Regions from separate parts of the Mus musculus genome. Here region 1 is linked to region 2. A link is a contact called in public HiCAR-type data. All regions are on one chromosome and are shown on one strand. Each heading gives the region's core, a stretch centred on a gene start, on an enhancer-like site or on the middle of the called end of the contact. The rest is flanking DNA. Distances are from core to core; before and after follow the strand shown. Region 1 holds the start of Clock (circadian locomotor output cycles kaput). Region 2 holds the start of Sgcb (sarcoglycan, beta (dystrophin-associated glycoprotein)).

Region 1 (4,169 bases), core at 1,077-3,576, 2.7 Mb after region 2:
AGACACTCTGACACACACACACACACACTCAAATACACATACATATATTTATATTTCACTGGGGTTCATGTCTGACTTCCTTGAAGAAAATAATAGCTTCCCACAAGAAAAGTCACTCAGCTAAATAAACTGGTTTATTATTATTGTAAACAGAATGTAAACATTGAGGTAGGGATCGACGAAAGGAAAAAAAAACTATAAAACTATAGTTTTTAAAAATATAAAAAGGAGGCACTATACTACCAAAGAAGCGCATTCCAACTTTAACGCCAAATGCAGTCATCAAGGGTTAGCAAGTTTTGAATTTGCCTGTGATTTCAGCATCGTAAAATGTAAACAACAATCAAGTTCACCTAAACTTTCTCCAGTTTACTTTTCAAATATTAAGAGAAAAAAATAGAGAATGATCAAAATTCCCTATAAAACCTGTTTATAAATCCATAAAACATTAAAAGAATAAGACTATAAGCACATAAAGCATTTCATTTTCCACCCTTTCCCATAACTATTGGTTTTCTAGTATTTATTCTAGGACTTCCTCATATTGACGAGCAACACAGGCTATATGTAGTCTATATGTGTACACACACACACACACACACACACATATATATATATACACACACACACACACACACACGCACAAATATGGACATATAGATTATATATAGTTACACATACAACAGGACACAATTCAGCTTTCTTTCACTATATGACAATTTTTTGTGTCCTTTTTTTCACAGGTGATCCTGCCAGTTCTTCAAGCTAACCTAGGCACATGTTTCTTTCTCCTAAGATTTTAAAACAAACCAGATTTCAAGTGTTCTGTGGGACTCAGAGACAGTCACGAATTAAGTTACAGCCTATTCATTTTTTTTCAATCAGATATGAATGGGGATGGTCTGTAATTTTCTCTAGTCGCTTTTAAAACTACAACAATGCAATCAAGGGAAATTACCTTGCTGGTGATTTTGGGAATCGTTGCCCTAGTCCAATCAACAACGCCTGTAAAAGTTTCTTCTTGTGCTTTTCTTTCACTGCAATAGAAAACACCAGAGTCTGTTGTTTTTAAAGCATCTAGAAAGGCTTCATGCAGTGTGTGGTTCGGCATTGCAATATCAAAACACCACGGCCTGATCTGTCATCTGTCAGGTCAGAGGCCAAAGCTCTTCCTTCATCTTTCAGGATTCTGCTGACTACCTCGGACTTCCACAGCGGCAGAAAACACCCCACAAAGATACAAACTTCGTGGCGCTACTCCCGGTACCGGGACAGCCAGGACCACATCCAGGACGGCCAGCCCCACAGGCAGAGCGCGGCCCGGCGCGGCGCACGCGACTCGAGTCGGACACCCGGGGCCCAGAGCAGCCCGCGGCCCGAGCCCCGGAACCAGGACCATTAACGGAACCAGCCCTGGGCGGCGGCGGCCGCCGCTCGGACTGCGGATCCCGGCGCGCGCCGGCCGCCGCGAGGGCGGGGGCTCCGCGGAGGAGCTGGCCGCCCCAGCGCCCCATTGGGCGCCGCTCCAAACGTGCCCGAGTGGTGACAGGAATAAAGTGGGTCACAAGGCCTAGCGGGTCCCGGGCGCGAGCGCTCTCGGCGGCCGACTCGGCCTGCCCCGCGCTAACCCCGCGCCCAGTCTCAAGCGCGACGCGGCCCCGGAACCCCCGGGGCCCGCGGGACCCACCGCGCCCCCCTGCCCTGCAGGTAACCCCCAGCGGCCCCGGGACACTTGGCGCAGGCCCGGCTGAGCGCGACTCTCCAGAGCTCCGCGCTCTCCGCGTCCCCGGACCCCGGCCGCAGCTCCTGCCTCCCGGCCTGGCCCGCACCCCCTTGGCGCCCCGCGCCCTGTTCCCTGCCCCGGTCCCACACACTGCCCCCCGCGCCCTCCCGCGTCCTCACCGTGCCTGAGGCTCCGGCTTCCTCCCTCCCCCGCCCGGGACTCTGCCCGCGGCGGCTCGCGACAGCCGAGCGGCGACAGCCGGGACACGCCACGGCTCCGGGAGCCGGCAGCACCAGGGGCGGCGAGTGCGCGCCCCCGACCCACCCCTCAAAATTCACCGCTACCGCCGCGCTCCTCCCCCTCCCGGCCTTCCCCTCCTCCACGGAACCCGGGAGCACGCATGCGCCACCCAGGCCAGCCGCCCGCCGCGCGCCGGGCCGAGGCCCACCCGGTGGGGCGCACTCACCGGGAGCGCGTGCGCGGCGGCGGCCAGATTTCCTTCGCGCTCTCGCCGTCCGGGGTTTCCTCTCTCCAGCCGGTAGCCGCCAGCCGAGTCCGTGATTGCGCTGCCTCCCGGCGCATGCGTCGTGGGCGCGGGGCTCCGCGGCCGGCCAGGCTCTGCACTCGCCCCTCCCCTCGCGGCCGCCTTCCCTCAGCGCGCCGGGCGCGCATGCGACTTTCCCCGTTAGGCAGCCCCGAAGCCGCGCCTGGGGATCCCGGGCACCCGAGGAAATCCCACTCTTGCAGGCCGGCGTGAGCTCGTTCCACGGCCGCCGAGGGAAGCCGGGATGCCCCGAGGCCCCCTTCCCTTCGCAGGCCGGGAGGCGGGGCCTAGCGGAGGGTGCGGCCGCCCGCAGCGCCCTGGGCGGCTCGCGGTTCCCCGGGATGCGGCGCTCCCAACCAGTGGGAGCCGCCGCCTGGAATGGTGCCTCTGTCCCCGGGAAAGCAGAGAGCTTGGCCTACGCCAAGTTAGACTTCTCCAGCCCAGTGCTCGGTTTCCTCTCCTGGAGGTTCGTGGGATGCCTGGGACTCGGTTTCCCGGCTCCTAGAGACACGCTAGGCTGGCTGCTCCCCGAGATGGACCTGGACGACCCAAGTGACCTCGGCTGTAGCCAGGGAAGCAAAAGGTCGGGATGTGTTTGCTCCTTTTATGAAAAGGCAGGAGGCACTGCAAAAGATGAGCATGGCGCTACGGATGAACCAGGACCCTAGTTTACACTGGTTTCTTAGCTACTGCACCCGAATTACTGGGAAAGAAGCTAATTCATAGCAATTTCTTTTAAAAATCAACTCGTACAGCAAACAGAAGGCAATAAATAAACCTATACTCTTTAGCTCCAAAAATCCTGTCTACAAGGTAATGTTTGTCTCAATAAGAATTAAGTTCTTGGTGTATATTCAGGAAAGAAAAAAAAAAAAAACCAACTTCAAAACTAGGAATTAGCTGCGATCCCCCCCCCCCCCCCCCAGCAATGTGAACTAGGAGGAGAATCCTCAAATTCCTGGCTACGTAGCCAGAACCCTGCCAGGAGAATCTTTCCTTGGCAGTCTTTGTACCGTTTCGCCATCGAAAGGCACAGTTTCTGCTGTCCTAATCCATCTGCTGCTCGCTTAGGTTCACGTCCTTTGAACCCACCCATTCTCCACTCTGTCCTTGTGGTCCAGGCAGGACACTGTGGAGGAGGAAACCTTGGGTTCTCTGTCTCAGGCTGGCAATTACTGCCAAGAAGATTGTTTCCCAGTGAACCTGATACTGAAAGAAAATAATCTTTTCTTGTGTGACTAATGAAAGAGCAGGCACCACGAAGGGAAAAACCAGAAAACAGATTAAAACATGGTGATATAGCCTAGATGCATGAGCGCTGAAATCGATGTGGGCTAGATTCCTTTGGAAAGTTCAGTTAAAGTAATCAATAAACTCGTGAATGTGTTTGTTTTATTGCTTAAAACCAATAAGAGCTTTTCTGCCATCTACAAGTTAGTGTCTTGATCACTGGTAGTAAAAAAGGGGCAGGAGGTAAGGGTACTGAGGCTGGTAAATAGGTTGCAGCCAAATGAATTTGAATGCTTTCCCTGGGTCAAATGTTTTGGCTTTATTCATTCTCTTTTTCTATTATAGTTCCTCTAGTGTGTGTATACACACTATATACATATATAATATATATACATATATATATATATATATATATCAAAATGACCTTTGCCCCCTTTAATGGTTTCATTGTCCTCTTAGTCACCTGTGACTCCTCCCTCGCTCACATTCTCTGTTTAATTATTTACCAAGACCTGTTGATAATCCCTTGATTTTCTGCTCAGTCCTCTGTCACTGTCTGACTATTTCCCACGGTTCAGTTTACGACTTTTCCCTCATTTAAAAAAAAAAAGTTTTTTTTAATTTCCCAACTTTAACACTGTGTTTCCAGTAAACAAAAGTTTTGCCTCATAG
Region 2 (4,138 bases), core at 381-2,880:
TTCAGTGTGTGAGGGGCACATACACCATGATATAAGCGTGTGGAGGTCAAAGGACAACCTTTGGGAGTTGGGCCTCTCACTTTACCAAGATGGTTCTCGGGACTTAACTCAGGGACTAAGTTGTCAGACTTGGTGGCTGTCACCTTTATCACTAAGCCATCTTGCCAGCCCCTCCTGAACACATTTACATTGAAGCAGACTCAAGCTCCAACTGAGACCTGGGATAGAGGAGCTGGGGAAGAAGATACCAACATCTTCCTTTGTTGATGAAGCTGGGGGAGAAGCTTTTTTAAGGGGCAGAAGTGCCAGGACCCAGTGACTGACACAGCGGGGGGCCTACCCTGACTCCCAAACAGAATAGATTACAAAGTTAGTGGGATCCCAAACACAAAAAGCAACCTTTCATGTTCGAATTATAAAGTTGAGGGAAGCTGGTCATTAAGCCCAATGCTTGTTTCTCCTTAGCTCTCTTCAGGCAGGCCGGCTCTGGTTAGGGTAGCCAAGTGGGCAGACCACTGTAACTTTCCGGTAGAATAGAAGCTCAGAGCATCAAGATGCATGCACAGAAGAACTGAGACCCCTCTAACCCAGAGGCTGTAAGGGGTAAACTAGGAAAACCAAGGAATGGCTTCATTCCCAACAAGTCCACTTGCCTATTGTCATAGAGGATTTCCGTGCTTGTTTAGCAGATTTCAGGTCTGTTTTTCATACCCCCTAGAATGAGTCCTCGAATATTTAATAGGTCTGTCGCTAAAATGTTAGCCACTTAAGAAACTATTCCCCCGTTGCATATCAATTTCACTCATTCACTTTCTCCCCGCAGTGATTTCGAAGAAATGAAACTTTTAAAGAGAAACCAGCTTACTGGTTATTTGCAAAGGGAAACAACAATAAAGAAGTGACTACAAAAATAGCTTTTTATTATAATAAGTCACTTTAGCAACTACTTGCACGAGCATGTGTTCACACACTTCACCCGCACACACACTTATGTGCGTGCTTAAGTTACAGCTTGATATCTGAAGGGAAGCCTTTAAACTATTCTAGGCTCACAACGAAGACCAGGAAACACTTGATAACGCATTTCTTAAAAAGTAATCTTAAACCCACTAGACACGGGTCAGTTTTATATTAGTATCTGAATCTCCGAGAAACCACAGTGGGCGGGGAATGGCAGAAGCAAGACCTGGCCACGATCCACGCCAGGCAACAGCTGACCACCACTTGGCTGGCATCGGTCAGCCTCCCGGCCCCGACTGACGTTATTTTTATCCGCATGGTTTCTGGCTGCGGAGAGGCACGTCCAGGCGCAGGCTCCGCAGGCCATGACCCGTGTCACTCCCGCAGAGGGACAGCTCCGCTCTCTGGCCGGCCGGGAGCCGCTGCCCAGGATCCAGCCCGGCCTTCGCCAGCATCTTGGCTGCGGACAGCTCCCGCCCTGCGGCCCCGCCCTGCCGCCTCGCTCCGCCAGCCCAGCCCTCGCGCCCTCCGTCGTCCCCGCCCTCTGTGGGGTCGCCCGGGCCACCCGGCTTCCCAATCCCTCGGCCGGCCGCAGCAGGCTCACAGACCTGCTCGGTCGCTGCCGCCGCCGCCGCCGCTGCCGCCATCTTGGCCCGCCGCAGCCCGCGCTTGCGCTCTGGCACTGGGGTGGGGCTCACACCCTCGATGGCCACGCCCTGTCACGCCCTCGCCACTCCCCCGAAAGAAATCCAGAGTGGGCAAGATTCTGTGTAGGTTCACATCCTTGCAGGGCGGTCCCTCACGACCGTAAGTCGCCCGCGGGTTGCATGGGTGTGGCAAGGATCTCTGGGGCATCCTCAAGTTCTTCGGAAAGGACGCCCTCAAAATCCAAAACATGCCTTTACCTTTATATCAACTCCCCGTCTTGGGATACTGTCCTGTCCTGAGCTGTGACAAACTGCAAGGGAGTATTTGAGTGTACTGGTGGGTGAGACTTGGGTGCAGATCAAGTGGAAACTTTAGGTAGCTTAAATCAAACTAGTCTCTTCCCCCTCAACTCCTCTGGAAGCCTGTGAAGTCAAGTCTGGCACTTTCTTTGAGGCATTAGAGGCAGATTGTCCATTTAATATTGGAGACTATATTAGGTCCTTAGGAACCTAACTTGACTCACAGTGAGCACCAGGAGACAGTCAGGTGCACATTGGTTGCTCTCTGCACTGATTAAGTTGAAAACAATAGAATGAGTAGCATCCTAAGTTCAAGAACTCCTCAGATGATGAGTAGTTTCTACAAACTACCCTAGGCCACCCAAGGGAGATGTCTGATTCAGCTTTTTCTCTCCAGGTACTGGGTCATTTTGCTTTTCTAACTCAGCTTCCCTGCTTCGCCTACTTCTGATGGCTGGCTGGCTGTGGAGTTAAATACTCTGACACACAGCAAATGTCTCCCAACCTTCCCCCTCTCTCATGCCTGATTTCGGATATAAGCTGTATCTATGTGGTCATTTGCCTGGTCCTGTCTTCTTCCCCAACTGCTAAAACTGCCTGGCTCTATCACTGGGACGAACCTGCGTTTTAGTCAGGAAGACTATGTAAATCACAACCCACAGGTTTGAAAGTCGGCGGTGTCTGGGTAATAGCTTGGCTCTGGTCCCATTTATCAACTTTGACAATAAGGCTTTTGACTGCTCCTGGGTTCCTGTGCCTCACTATTCACTATGCTCAAGTCGTTTCCTTTTTCTCTGACAGCTATACTCCTTTGTGTCCCCCAAGAACCCACCAAATGTCACATTCTCTTCAGAGCCCCCATACTCTGATTAGCGCTACTCTGTTTCTAACCTTGTGTCAGTCTCAATCACTCACAATAATGGAACTTATTAAATGTCTTCCAGAGCTGCCTGGCACTCCAGATTCTAAGCAGATAAGAAGCCCCACCTTGCTTTTTTTTTTTTTTTAACATGTCTCCACATAGGTACTTTAATAATGGATTTTTCTGAAGTCAGATGGACCTTGACTGTCTGAAGATGGGTCTCTTCTCCTTGGATTCCTCGTTGCTGAGGTGTTACTGACAGGTCACCCACTTGTTCTCATTGCCAATGTGTCTTCTTCTGGCTGCTGTTGTTTTCTAAGATTTGATATTATACGTGTATGAATGTTTTCCCTGCAGATATGTATATGTACCACCTGCATGCCTGGTGCTGGTGGAGGTCAGAAGAGGCTGTTAGACCCCCTAGGACTGGAGTTACAGTTATGAGCCACCAAACATGTGTAGGGAACCAAACTCAGGTCCTCTGCAAGAACAGCCAATGCTCTTAACCTCTGAGCCATCCCTCCGACCCAGCATGACTGCCCTCCGAAAAACCCAACAAGCGGCTGAAAGAGTCAGAGGCAGATATTTGCACCCAACCAATCAATGGACAGAAGCTGCTGACCCCTGTGGTTGAATTAAGGAAAAGCTGGAAGAAGCTGAGGAGGAGGGTGACCCTGTAGGAGGACCAGCAGTCTCAACTAACCTGGACCCCCAAGATCTCTCAGACACTGGACCACCAAACAGCATATGCTAGCTGATATGAGGCCCCCAACACATATACAGCAGAGGACTGCTGGGTCCCGGTTTAGTCAGAGAAGATGCACCTAACCTTCGAGAGACTGGAGGCACCAGGGAGTTTAGAGGTCTGGTGGGGTTGGGGAGGGAGAGGGTAGGGACATCTTCGTGGAGACAGGGGTGGGGCTGGGGAGGAAGTGTGGGGTGTGGAACAGTCAAAGGGTGGACCGGGAGGGGTATAAAATACGGAGCATAAATAAATAAATAAATAAATAAATAAATAAATGATTTTTTAAAATGAGAACCAATTCACAGAATTAACCACAAGGGTAGTGTTCGTCATGTCTAATGATGTTTTGAAGTTTTTTCCCTTCTGATGCATTTGGAGGGTGCTGTGTGCTTGCAATGTCTCTAATTCTCACAGCAGTCTTATTTTAACGGGAATTATACCAGTTCACTATGACACCCATTTGATATTCAGGATTTTATCTTGCATTATTCTGCTTTTACCATAATTTTCTCCCTTCCCTTCCTCCTTCCCCCCTCCCCTCTCCCCTCTCCTTTCCTCCTCTCCTCTCTCCTTTCTCTCCTCCCTCCCTCTCCTCTCCTTCCCCTCCCTCCCCTTTCCTTCCTT

The links. HiCAR-type assays count read pairs that join an accessible place to other places.
Region 1: a HiCAR-type map of astrocytes shows a contact between it and region 2, with 6 times the contacts expected there. The contact joins the promoter of Clock here to the promoter of Sgcb in region 2. A contact is called at or near these places in 2 of 39 promoter capture datasets (hippocampal neurons and pre-B cells), 2 of 115 datasets of contacts at active chromatin or transcription factors (astrocytes and embryonic forebrain) and 1 of 9 other capture datasets (liver).

What each region holds. Positions count from the first base shown.
Region 1 is chr5:76,302,466-76,306,634 of GRCm38.p6, forward strand. Clock (circadian locomotor output cycles kaput) reads right to left here and starts at 2,327. Exons shown (of 23, transcript NM_001289826.1): 1 at 2,190-2,327; 2 at 959-1,037. Gm7467 (predicted gene 7467) reads left to right here and starts at 2,411. Exons shown (of 1, transcript NR_152171.1): 1 at 2,411-3,062.
Region 2 is chr5:73,646,107-73,650,244 of GRCm38.p6, forward strand. It overlaps Sgcb (sarcoglycan, beta (dystrophin-associated glycoprotein)), which reads right to left and starts at 1,631. Exons shown (of 6, transcript NM_011890.5): 1 at 1,569-1,631. The coding sequence starts at 1,607.